Linked DNA regions of Mus musculus: all the other regions are linked to region 4. The links are chromatin contacts, called in public HiChIP or PLAC-seq and promoter capture Hi-C maps. All regions are on one chromosome and are shown on one strand. Each heading gives the region's core, a stretch centred on a gene start, on an enhancer-like site or on the middle of the called end of the contact. The rest is flanking DNA. Distances are from core to core; before and after follow the strand shown.

The links. Promoter capture Hi-C pulls out the DNA fragments that hold promoters and counts their contacts. HiChIP or PLAC-seq counts read pairs in DNA pulled down with a chosen protein or histone mark.
Region 1: a contact with region 4 is called in an H3K4me3 HiChIP or PLAC-seq map of embryonic stem cells, with 6 times the contacts expected there. The contact joins the promoter of 1700012H19Rik here to the promoter of Cog1 in region 4. A contact is called at or near these places in 3 of 39 promoter capture datasets (the 3T3-L1 cell line, cranial neural crest and stem cell-derived epiblast-like cells), 6 of 115 datasets of contacts at active chromatin or transcription factors (the NIH/3T3 cell line, astrocytes, embryonic limb bud and 2 more) and 1 of 9 other capture datasets (embryonic stem cells).
Region 2: a contact with region 4 is called in an H3K4me3 HiChIP or PLAC-seq map of bone marrow-derived macrophages, with 11 times the contacts expected there. The contact joins the enhancer-like site here to the promoter of Cog1 in region 4. A contact is called at or near these places in 4 of 115 datasets of contacts at active chromatin or transcription factors (T-cell acute lymphoblastic leukemia, bone marrow-derived macrophages, large pre-B cells and 1 more) and 1 of 9 other capture datasets (adipose tissue).
Region 3: a promoter capture Hi-C map of pre-B cells shows a contact between it and region 4, with 7 times the contacts expected there. The contact joins the promoter of 4932435O22Rik here to the promoter of Cog1 in region 4. A contact is called at or near these places in 1 of 39 promoter capture datasets (pre-B cells), 1 of 115 datasets of contacts at active chromatin or transcription factors (embryonic midbrain) and 1 of 9 other capture datasets (embryonic stem cells).

What each region holds. Positions count from the first base shown.
Region 1 is chr11:112,823,561-112,826,544 of GRCm38.p6, reverse strand. 1700012H19Rik (RIKEN cDNA 1700012H19 gene) reads left to right here and starts at 1,417. Exons shown (of 2, transcript NR_130164.1): 1 at 1,417-1,632.
Region 2 is chr11:113,049,041-113,051,889 of GRCm38.p6, reverse strand. All of the region lies in intron 2 of 2610035D17Rik (RIKEN cDNA 2610035D17 gene), which reads left to right. Among named protein-coding and RNA genes, the nearest start is that of Gm39467, 84 kb to the left of the region's middle. Within about 2 kb of position 1,394, at least 8 of the 459 cell types and tissues checked have an H3K27ac peak or open chromatin away from gene starts, as enhancers often do. A contact at or near this core is called in bone marrow-derived macrophages, where this site is marked.
Region 3 is chr11:114,447,443-114,450,142 of GRCm38.p6, reverse strand. 4932435O22Rik (RIKEN cDNA 4932435O22 gene) reads left to right here and starts at 1,283. Exons shown (of 3, transcript NR_027643.2): 1 at 1,283-1,471.
Region 4 is chr11:113,648,238-113,650,937 of GRCm38.p6, reverse strand. It overlaps Cog1 (component of oligomeric golgi complex 1), which reads right to left and starts at 1,409. Exons shown (of 14, transcript NM_013581.3): 1 at 1,063-1,409. The coding sequence starts at 1,377. It also overlaps a transcript of Slc39a11 not described here.

The sequences.
Region 1 (2,984 bases), core at 168-2,667, 820 kb after region 4:
GGGTCCTTTAAAGACTGGAAGGTCCCTGCTAGCATTAGGAGCCTCTCCTAGATCTTTAGAAGCTGTCCCTCTGTACTTTTAATATGCATGGTACCTCACCTATTGACTTCATAGAATGGATTGATTTACATATTGCTTTGCATGTGATTTGCATCACATTAGGTTATTCCTTCTTCCAATGAATATTTATCAGCAGTCACATACCATGGAAGATGCTATATAATGTGAACTTCGGAATAAGATGCAAAATCCTCTATGCCAAACCTTTGTCGCTTTTTACTCCCAGCCTCTAGCCTTTTTCCAGCATGCTAATCCATTTCCCCGCCTACTTTTTGGGGGGGACAATTTTTTATTTTTGTGGGGGGAGACAATTTCTTAATAAAAGATGATCTTGAGATAATGGCTGGTACCTGAGAAATCAGAAACACTGGCCCTTCAAGACATTTTCCCAGTAACATTGTGGACTTATTTAGGAGTTTCCTTTTAGATCCAACAGGAGTCTAGTGTCTGGCTTTCATGAGCCTTGGGAACACAGCAGAAGCAACCAGGACTTTATCCCTCTTAATGTTGAAGAAGTCAAAGTGGAGCTATGGATCTTAGGAAGAATGTTCCAAACATTATTTTACAGTTCCTCCTCCCCGAACCTCCACCTTAGACAAGCTTAAGCACAATTGGAAGCTACATGAGATTCGATGCAATGTCTATTTTCCAGATTCTGTTTTGTTCCAGGGCTCTGTTGCCTGAAGGAAGAGACACAGTGAAAAAGTTGCCTGCGAGAGCTCACAGTGTGTCTTCTCCATCCATATGTTACTCTCCTGTATCCATTTGAAGGTGCTGTCCTTGCCTGATGGCCGTGTTATGCCTGTAAGCTTGTACAATGCATCTGTCCTAATTGCTTCAGAGAATCCCCTACTGGCAGATCATGGACCCTGTAGGAGACGATGCCATTGTAGATGTCAGATTGGTCCTGATCTTGCTTTTGCAACAAATCCACTCAGGACGATGAATTGCAGGATCCAAAAGGATGACTAGCAAAGCCCTCTTCCAAATGGCAAGGCTAAGATCTGGCTCTCTCCTTCTCCTCATCACTCCATCTTGGAGTCCTTGGCCTCGAGTCACATGAACCGGAGTTTGCAAGCTGTTTCAGTGGTCCAGCTGCAATGTCACTTCGGCCCTTGTTCCAGGACTCTGTAACAGCACAGCACAATTGTAAGGAAGACTGGGAATTGGGGATAGGTTATGACCAAAATCCTACATACCTCACTGTGGGCCCCAGAGGAGTCATCTTCCATAGCCTTCATTACCTCCTCCACTGAAAAATGGGGATAATGCCCTCTAGACTGTAGGGCTCCTGTGTTAACACTGATAACAATAACACTGACAGAATGTTTAGAATCACCTAGGAAACAGCCTGTTGTCATGACCATGACCATGACCATGACCATGACCATGATGGAGTCTCTAGACTGGGTAAATTCGGGTGGGAAATCCCAATCTAAATATGGGCAGCACCATGGGCTGAAATCCTGGACACAATGAAAAAGAGAAACTACACACTGGGACCAGAAGATCCTGCCATCTAAGATCCTGCCACCCTAAGATCCTGCCATCTCGCCTTCCTCACCGTCACAGGTTGTCTCCCTCAAACCTGAGCCCAAAGAAACCTTTCTGAAGTTGCTTTTGTAAGATAACTTTCTCAGAGCAATGAGAAAATCATCCCATGCCATCTCGTGAGGGTCAAAGAGAATCTACTTCGGAAGGTACCCCTCAACACAGTGCCAGGCACAGACAGGAGCCACAGGAGTGCTCCCCGTTCCTCCTCCCTGCTAGTTTCTTGTTAAGCCCGTAGGGAAAGATGAGGCAGAACGGGTCACAGATGGTTTTAATTGGGTGATCCAGGATATGCAAAGATACCCTGTGGATTCCTGGCCTGTCTTCTCAAGACAAATTAGTACCATGTAACTGTTTGAAAAGAACAGGTTCTCCTAGTCCACTCTGTGTCCTTCCTAAGGTTTTGGGTCTGTGTCATAAGAATAAAGGACACTGCCTATGAACACTAGGATGCTGAATTTTAAAGCCATAGTAGTTGGCTGGATGGCTCTTGTGAGCTGCACAGAGAGAGGGGCAAGAGGCACGGCCTTCAGATTAGGAACCCCGTGCCAGGAGCTGACTCAGTGTGCCTTTGTTTATTGGGGAAGCTGGAGGTGGGTGGAGGTTGTGTGTACAGATGGGCTGTCTCTGACTCAAGTCTCTAAGGTTTGGGAAACACTCTTTGGAAAGGCTTGGCTGACACCTAGGCTGCACATGTCCTGTGACACAGACACAGACGGAGACACAGACACAACACATACAGAGACACAGACAGACACACACACACATACACTAAATAAATAAATGCAATAAAAAATAAGAAGAAAAACATACTATGTGCTACAAATAATACAAATTGAATGGTAGTGGTGGTGGTTTTAAAATTTAATTGTTGGAGATTAGCGAGATGGCTCCGTTTCAAAAAATACTTGCTCCTCTTCTGGAAGAGTTTGGACCTCAGCGCCTACATCAGATAGGGCTTTAAACAACTGCCAACTCCAGGTCCAGGTATCCTGATTCTCTCTGGCAGCATCCAGGGACACCTGCACACACGTGGGGCACCCCCACCACCACCCACACACACATAATTTTAAAAATCAAAATAAATCATCGAAAGAAAATTATCTTTGTGAGAGCTGGGTGTGGTGGCGCACACCTTTAAACCCAGCACTTGCAAGGCAGAGGCAGGGGAAGCTCTGAGTTTGAAGCCAGCCTGGTCTATAAGGTGAGTTTCAGGACAGCCAGATCTGTTACACAGAGAAAGCCTGATATATATATATATATATATATATATAACTAGAAAAAAAGGTATTTGATGGTACAGGGCTAGCTTTGTAAGGATGTTCCCCCTGACTTCTCTGCACTCCCTTCCTTGGCTACTGTCTTAGTCAGGG
Region 2 (2,849 bases), core at 145-2,644, 600 kb after region 4:
ATGGAGGAGGGGCATGGCGAGACAATGTTGGGTATCGGCTAAGTCCTTGACCCTGAGAGTTCCCTGTTGTACAGAATCACCTGTTAGAAGTTCTTAGGAACAGCCGGGGTCTGGGGATAGGCCTGGGCTGGGGCCTGGACTCCAATCCCCAGCGTCTTTGGTTCTGCCAGACCAGAGCAGCTGTGTCTCTTCTTCCTTATCCCAGGTAGCTGGAAGAGAGCTGCGTGGTAGAAGGCGGGACCCTCGGGAAAGGACAGCGGGTAGGCAGAGGCAAGACCTCTGCTCTGCAGTCCCCTAGAGACTCCTTGGCTTTCCCCACGGACTTTATAGGTTTACATCTGGTCCCGTGTCTTCCCACCTGGGCTACCAGGTGGGGCTGAAATAAAGAGGCAGGAAACAGGGAAGCCATTCATTCATTCCAGTCCTGCTCCATGTGGTGGCTGCTCTTGAGACTAGCAAAAATGTTAGCTGCTGCTCCCTCTCTCCCCGCCCTCCCTCCTGTGCTTTTTTTTTTTTCCTTGAGACAGGGTCTCACTATGTATACCTGACTGGCCTGGAACTCTAGATGTAGACCAGGCTAGATTCTTAACTCAACGATCCTCCTGCCTCCGCCTCCTGAGTGCTGGTATTAAAGGTGTGCACCACCATACCCAGCTCTCACACATTGCCTCTCTTCTTCCTCCCTTTCTTCCTCCTCCTTCCTCTCCCGTTCCCTGTCTTCCTCCTCTCTCCTTTTCTTTCTTCTCCTCACTTCCTCTTCTCTTCTGCGTCCTTCCTTTCTTCTTCCTCCCTCCTCCGCATCCTACACTTCCTTCGACATCCTGGACTCCATGATTCGAGCCAAGTGAAAAAAAAAAAAAGAAAAGGTTGGTCTTCCAAGTTAACATGCCCACTGATGTTGTCCGTGCCCAGGTCTTGTTTGTGCACTGTTGCTAGGTGACACAACCCCACAGCAGACCTCCCTGGCCTCTTTACACCTGTTCTTGCAGGCTGGTTCCCCAGCCCTAGATGTAGTTGTGTTGAGATGTGTGCTTGGAGCTGGGCTTCCCATGACCCTGCTGATCTCTCGACTGCATCCAGCTGTGGATTTCTGTAATGGCCTCACCACTTACTGGAAAGAGGAGAGGCTTTGAAGCACAATGAGAACTACTTCTCTGTAGATATAAGAGAAATCTCAGTGTCCCACCCCTGGGTACAGGCAGCTTATGACCCCTGAGAGAGGGAGAATTAGTCTCTCCCAGGGACAAGCCCCCTAACTGGTTATTCACTATAAAGTGGTCAGTCCTGAAACAGTATACACACAAACAATGAAGATGGCCTCCTCTGCCTCTCTGTCTCTCTCCCTCTCTCTGTCTATCTCTGTGTGTGTGTGTGTGTGTGTGTGTTTAAAATAATTGAAAAAAAAAAGAGGGAAGTCAGGGTGGAGAGAACGTGGGAAGGGTTGGAGGAAGGAAAGTCAAAGAGGAAATGATGTAATTACATTTTAATTAAAAGTATATTAAATTTTTTTTTAAAAAAAAGTTGGCTCAGGATTCTGTGAGCACAGTTGGGAATGAAGTAATGGATGGCATAGATGTCTCTGCAGGAGAAAGCACTGGCACCTTTGGACTGAATCCCTCCTCTCCAGGGAACAGAACACCAACTTATTCGACCCTCACACTTGACTTCTCCCTTGTTCCAGTCAGTTATAGACACATGGTCCAACTCCTCCTCTGCCTGCTTGGGTTCATGTCCTAGGTTCAAGACTAGCCACTGGAAAGGAATTCACCCTCTGCCTCTGTTCAAGTTCGTCTGTGGGGCTCTTCCTAGAACCCTGTATTCACAGAAGCTGGGGCTTTGCATAATTATTCATGTGAGAGACCAAAAGGGTGTCCTTACTGGAAATGGGAAATAGGCTGACCCAGCTGCCAGGAATTCCTTGCCATCCGTCCATGGGGATGCCTGCCCCCGAGCTGCTCCCAAGGCTGGCCAGCTCACTCCTGGTACAGCTTGGTCTTGGGAGCACCTGTGTGTTCCCCATCAGCAGACTCAGCACCTCCACACAGCCTGAAGCAGTTCTCCCCAGGTCCCGTGCCAGCTGCTGAGGTGCTGAACAAAGCCCGAGCTGGCTCCGCCCCATGCAGCTTCAACTCTACAGGCTCCTCCCTCGTCCATACTGACCTTATGGGGCTTGGCAGGTCCTGGCCATCGGAAGGTGGAAAAGCTTCCCAGGAGATTGTGATGTGCATCTAGGGTCAAGGAACAACTAAGGGTCGGGGAGGTGGCTCTCTGGGTTGAACACTTGCAACAGAAACATGAGGACTTGAGTTCTAATTCCCAAGCCCAATAAAGCTGGGTAGGGGTTTGTAAAGTATGCATCCGCAATCCCAGTATTCCTCCTGCAAAGTGGGAGGTGGGAACAGGAAATCCCTCGAAAGCTTGTAGGTCGGCTAGTGTGGTGTACACTATGACAAAAACCAGGGGACCCTGTCTCCAACTAAGGAGGAAGGCCTGGCCTGACGCTGGGGTTGTCCTCTGACCTCCTCAAGCATGAGCTGCTCCAGCCAAAGACTTGGTGTTTTGGTTTGTTATTATCTTCTTCCCTCCTCTTCCTCTTCCTCTTCCTCTTCCTGCTCCTTCACCTCCTCCTCCTCTTCTCCCTCCTCCTCCTCCTCCTTCTACCTCTCCTCCTTAATAAGGGAGTTGGAGACATGGTTCAGTGTTTAAGAACACGTGCTACTCTTAGAGAAGTCCTGAGCGAAGTTTCCACCACACACATTGGGTAACTTACAACCATCCTCAACTCCAGGGGATCAAACGCACTCTTCTGGCTTTCAATGGCACTACATGTGCTCGTCATACACACACAC
Region 3 (2,700 bases), core at 34-2,533, 800 kb before region 4:
GTTGGTTCAGGCTGTATTACAGGATGGCACATTAGTTATGTCTACTCTACTCTTGCATGTTTGCATACCTGGTGTTGTGGTTTGAATATGAATGGTTCCCAAAGGCTCCTATATTCAAGTGCTTGGTTCCCAGTTTGTGAAATTGTTTGGGAAGGATTAAAAGATGTGAACAACCTTGTTGGAAAAGGTTTCAAAAGCCCACACCATTCCCCGATAGCTCTCCCTCTGCCTGGTGCTTGTTTGTCAGACGGAAGTGCTCACCCACTGCTCCTCTGCCATGCCTGCCTGCCTGCTTCTTTTGTGCTCCCTGCCATGGTGACCTTCCCTGTTCATGGTGACCCATGAACCCCCAAATTAATTTTTTTTAAAAAATACATTTCCTTGGCTGTGGTGTTTTGTCATAGCAATAGAAAAGTAATTAAGACATGTGGTCAGTGTCAGAGGTTCAAGGCCACTTCCAGCCTCAAGAACACAGGCAGTCTTCACTGCATCATGGAGCCGCATATACTATTAGCCCAAATGAGCCATGTGGAGTGAGGGGAGAGGCATTACCAAGAGCCAGGACGTCCCATTCTCTGTTAAAGGAAAGATCTGGAAAACAGAGACCTACAATCTACTCTGCATATCCCCCACTGGTGATTTAACAGGACCCCACCCCCACCCCAATCCCGCTGTGTTCTCCCAACACCCATCTTCAACCTGTCACCTACCTGCTTCTTCAGTTTCCACTCCCCTGTGTCTCCCACATTGGAACATCATAAGTTCCGCACAAGTGGAAAGTTGTGTCTAGATCAGATCTGGCACATAACAGGTGGTCAGTGTGCATTCCTTGAATGGTCTAAATCTGATCCCACTACCCACGTCCACATCATGAGTTGTGATTCATTTTGTGTGGGAAAAGCAGCCACTATCCTAGCTCGGGGAGATGGACTGAAAAACCTCATCACGTTGGAAAACAAACCAATTTCCTGCACTGATTTGGAACCTCTGATGAGCCCGAAGAGTTGGAGATGTTCTAAAAATAACTCCCACAAAGCCTCACTGTGACAACACGTTTCTCCCCCTCTGACCTGCCCGATGGAGGGGCCCGGGCCTAATAAATTCAAACAACAGGGCATGCCAATCCCCAGAGACTTCACTCCTGGGGCTAAGATAATAATCCCAGGGTTTTGGCAGGCATTCCTGGATCGCACTCAGCTTCTCTTGCATGAAAGGACAGGCCGCCCCTGCCAAATGGAACCACCTTGGAGAAGCTGGCTGGGCTGCAAGTGCTATCCTCTGCAGTCAGCAACTGGCAAGTTCAACTGGTGTCTGTGGGGCGCCAGGCACAGCCTCTGTTAACCCTTTCACCGCCCGCCCTGAAGAGTGAACACCATTCTGCTCCCCACCGAAGATGGGAAGTGAACTCTCTTTCCTGATATGACAGGGACAGGAGATACCACAAAGCTTCAAGGTCAAGCCCGTGATTCAGGTTGGTACCCTTTCTACCAGGTCAAGTGGGTGGAAGGTTCTAGAACTACTGAAACTGGATTTTTCCAGGGGGTGAATAGGGCAGTGTTGGGACAGTACTGGGGTGTGTGTGTGTGTGTGTGTGTGTCCTGGCTTACCGTGTTCCCCAGTCCCTTCCAGGAGTCCTGGGGTCTGAAGGGAAAGTGGTGGCATCAATGCAGTCGGATGTGTGAGAAGCAGGGACAGACACCATTACAAGTCTTGACTAGAATCACAGCACCATAGACCCAGGAGTCTTCCCACCATTCTTAGCACCACTGCCATGTATTATCTATGATATTAATTATTTATCAGTAGTAGTTATAGCCATCACCACCACAGCTAGATCATTAATATTTACCAACAATTAATAGCATTAATATTTATTAATATTAATCTCCATTAATAAGATGTAGAAATGCTTGTCAATTTATCAATAAATATTAATGGTATAATATTTATTATAATAATGAATAGTTATCACAAATGCTATCCACCAGGCATTAACGAGCCTAGTATAAGGTTTGGGGAGAGGGCTCAGGCTCAGTTCAAATCCTCAACACCCGAATCAAAAGGCTGGTGGTGTGGTGAGCAGCTGCACATTAGCACTGGGGAGGCAGAGACAAGAGGATCCCTAGTGCTGAGAGCCAGCCAAGCTGGCTGAAGTGATGAGCGTCAGGTTCAATGAGAGACCCTGCCTCTAAACATAATATAAGCTGGAGAATGATTGAGAAAGACTCCCAGCATTGGCCTGGCCTTCACAAAACATGCACACATGTGTGTGCAAGAGTGTGTGTGTTTGGACACACACACCACACACATATACACAAGCACGCACTTACGTATGAACATGTACACTTTGTACACACACAGAAGAAAGTCTTAAGACATTATCAATTTTAAAAAATTGTATGTGCCTGTGTGTGTACTCGGACAAATTTATGTGCACTGTGTACATGTGGGTACCCATGGAAGCTAGAGGGCAAGAGATTCCTGCAGCAGGAGTTAGAGATGGTGGTGAACTGCCTGATATGGGTGTTTGAAACCGAGCCTGGGTCCTCCAAGAAAGCAGTAAGCACTCTTAATTGCTGAGCCACCTCTCTAGCACTTCGAAGGGAGAAATGAAAAGGTAAATGCAAAACCTACTATAGGTATTAAAATAATACACTTGACAGAAAAGGAAACTGAGGCACAGCTTAGGTTCCTGGATGA
Region 4 (2,700 bases), core at 160-2,659:
GCCACACCTAACTCACTCCTTCCTTCCGAACTATTACATTAAATGGACATGTGGCGATTAATCACCTTTATGCTAAACTATTTTCTACTGCCATTCTAAATTATTCATATTTTAAAAATTCAATTTCCCAAGAATTTCTTTCTTTAATTAGAATGTAAACTTCAAGAACATCTTGGGAGGCTCCTGTTTATGATTTGAACGGAGAGGGCATTCCCCCAGAAATGCACCAGCCATAACCATGAAAATCAATCCATTTCTAAGACTGGGCTTACATAGTTGAAGCTAGCCAGCTAAGTCTGTCCATTTGGGAAGGGGGCTGTACTTAATGTGTAGCTTAGGGAGTGACAGGCTGACAAAGTTCCAACCTTCTTTGCCCACGTTCATTATACTGCCCTAGTTTTTTTGGCTTGGATTTTCTGACACCTAAGTAGCGCAAGAAAGCTGGCTCCACATGTGGGCTAGTGTGCTTTTGTAATTTCTTCTTCTGTTACAGTAAGTTCTCCTAGGTTAAAAACTATTTACCCTCGGCGCCCTCTGCTCATTCCTAAGCCAACACCCAATGTCAGAATTCGATCCGCATCGGGTCTTAAACGTTTCATGGGAGGACATCAGGATACCCTGAGTTTTTTAAACCAGCCTGAAATGAAACTGCTCACCTATTAAAAGGGGGAGGGTCTGACGGCTGAGGCTACCCTCCCCCAATTCTCCAGGCTCGGTCGGGCTCAGGGTGGGATGGGGAATGAATGAATGACTTTGACAGGAAGGTGTGAGCTAACGGGAGAGATCTGACAGTCGAGAGACCCCTGGCGTTTTCAGTTAAAAGGGAAGGAGAGCGCAGCGAACCCACGGGAGGCGAGGGAATCGTCCGGAAGTCCGGGAAGGCTCCCGGAGCAAAAGGCCGGCTGGCTTTTCGGCAGCGGACCAGCGTCCCGAGGAAGGCCCGCAGACGCCTCCCGGTAGCCCGCGGCGGCGAGGGGCGGGCTCCTCCGGCGGAAGGTGAGGGGTGGGGTCCGCCGGGCGGCGGGGGCGGAGGGACGTGGCGGGTTCGGATCCCGGACTGACCTGCGGGGCCCGTGGGACCCGGGGCGCCACGGAGCCGGCCTGGCGGAGGCGGGCGCAGTATTGATCGGTGGCCTGCACGGCGTCCACCAGGCCCTCGGCGCAGCGGCGCATCTGGCCGATGGTGTCCGCCGCCTCGATCAGGTCGCGGTACCGCTCGCCCACCATCTGCCGCAGCTCCTCCTTCTTGTGTTCGATCTCGGCTCGGACCTGGCGCTCCAGCCCGCGGATCTCCTCCGCTCCATGAGTCTCGAAGAGCGCGTTGGGATCGCGCAGATCCAGCCGCTTGAGCGCGGAGGAGGCGGTCGCGGCCGCCATGGTGCTAAGCCAGGGATCCGCCGGCCGCTTCCGCCTGCCAGCCCCGCCCCGCCCTCCCGCCATCATGGATGGGGGCGGAAGTGCTTCCGCCAGGTCGGGAGCCTCGGTGGTCCCAGGGACTGAGCCTCGGTGGCAGTGCTGCTCTCCAGAGCTTATTTTTTACTGTTACAATCTCCCTTCTCTCTCCTTCACTCTTCCTTCCTTCCCTCTTCCTCCCCATTCTCACCCTATGTAGGTGGAGTACGTGCGACAGAAACAGATGCGCGCGGAGGTCATAAGTTGCAGGAGGCTCACTCCTGCCATGAGGATCTCAGTATAGAATTTTAGATGGAATTTTATCGGCTTTGGCGGCAATCGCCTTTGCCTGCTGTGCCATCTCGCCTACCCTGAGCGCTCGTTTCCTTAGAGAAGCGAAATAGTTAAGGTTGTACTTGGTGGTCAAAGTCTTAGTGGCCCGGAGCCCCTTGCGTCGCACCCAAACCCTTTCCTGGGGAGGGAAGAGCTTCACCGTGGGGTTCATTATGGTAAAGATGCACGTATGGTCGTGTTGCTGTCGGTCTTACATGCATGCACGCTTTTGCCTTCGATAGACCATCACAGCAACCAGGACTGGGCCTTGGGACTCTTCCCTTAGGACTTGGCAGCTGGAGATCTGAGTGACGGCTGTGGTCCACCTTGTTACCTGGGTCTTCTATTTTATTTAAATATTGTTTAGTGGCCACAAAATGGGTTTCCCTGTTACAGGCCTCCTGTGGTGGAGAACGATGGGGAGTCCATGATGCCAGAGGATTGGACATCCTGAGATTGACCCAGTAAGAAAACCTGGACGTTCTGGCTTGCTGTTCATAAGTCCGTTCAGGGCCCTTCGTTTTGGAAAAGTTTGCTGAAGAATTCTTTCCTATGTTAACACAGAGAAAACAGTATTGTGTGTTCAGCAGCCCTGTACCACAGACAGCCTCTGGGTTTTCTCTCCCGTTCACCACTGCCACTACTTCGAGGCAAATGTCACAGCAATAGATTGATATCTAAATAAGGGGGTTTACTTACGACATTCCAGCAAGAAGAGTCCCTGCTCTATGCACAACTGAAGCCCAGGGAATTTTACTTACCTCGGGGAAGGGGGTTAACTCAGAACTCAAGCCACTTGGCTTGAGATACCGCCTACGCGTCAGAGTTCCCCCAGCACAGCGCGCCCCCTGGTGGCGCAGCGGTGACGTGCAGTCCTTTCTATAGTCCCGCGCTACCGGCTGCTTTGGTGCTGTTTTGCTTCTGAGCCTGCAGAATCTGTCTTCCGTGTTTGGAAGCGCTTCTCTGTCAGGCAGA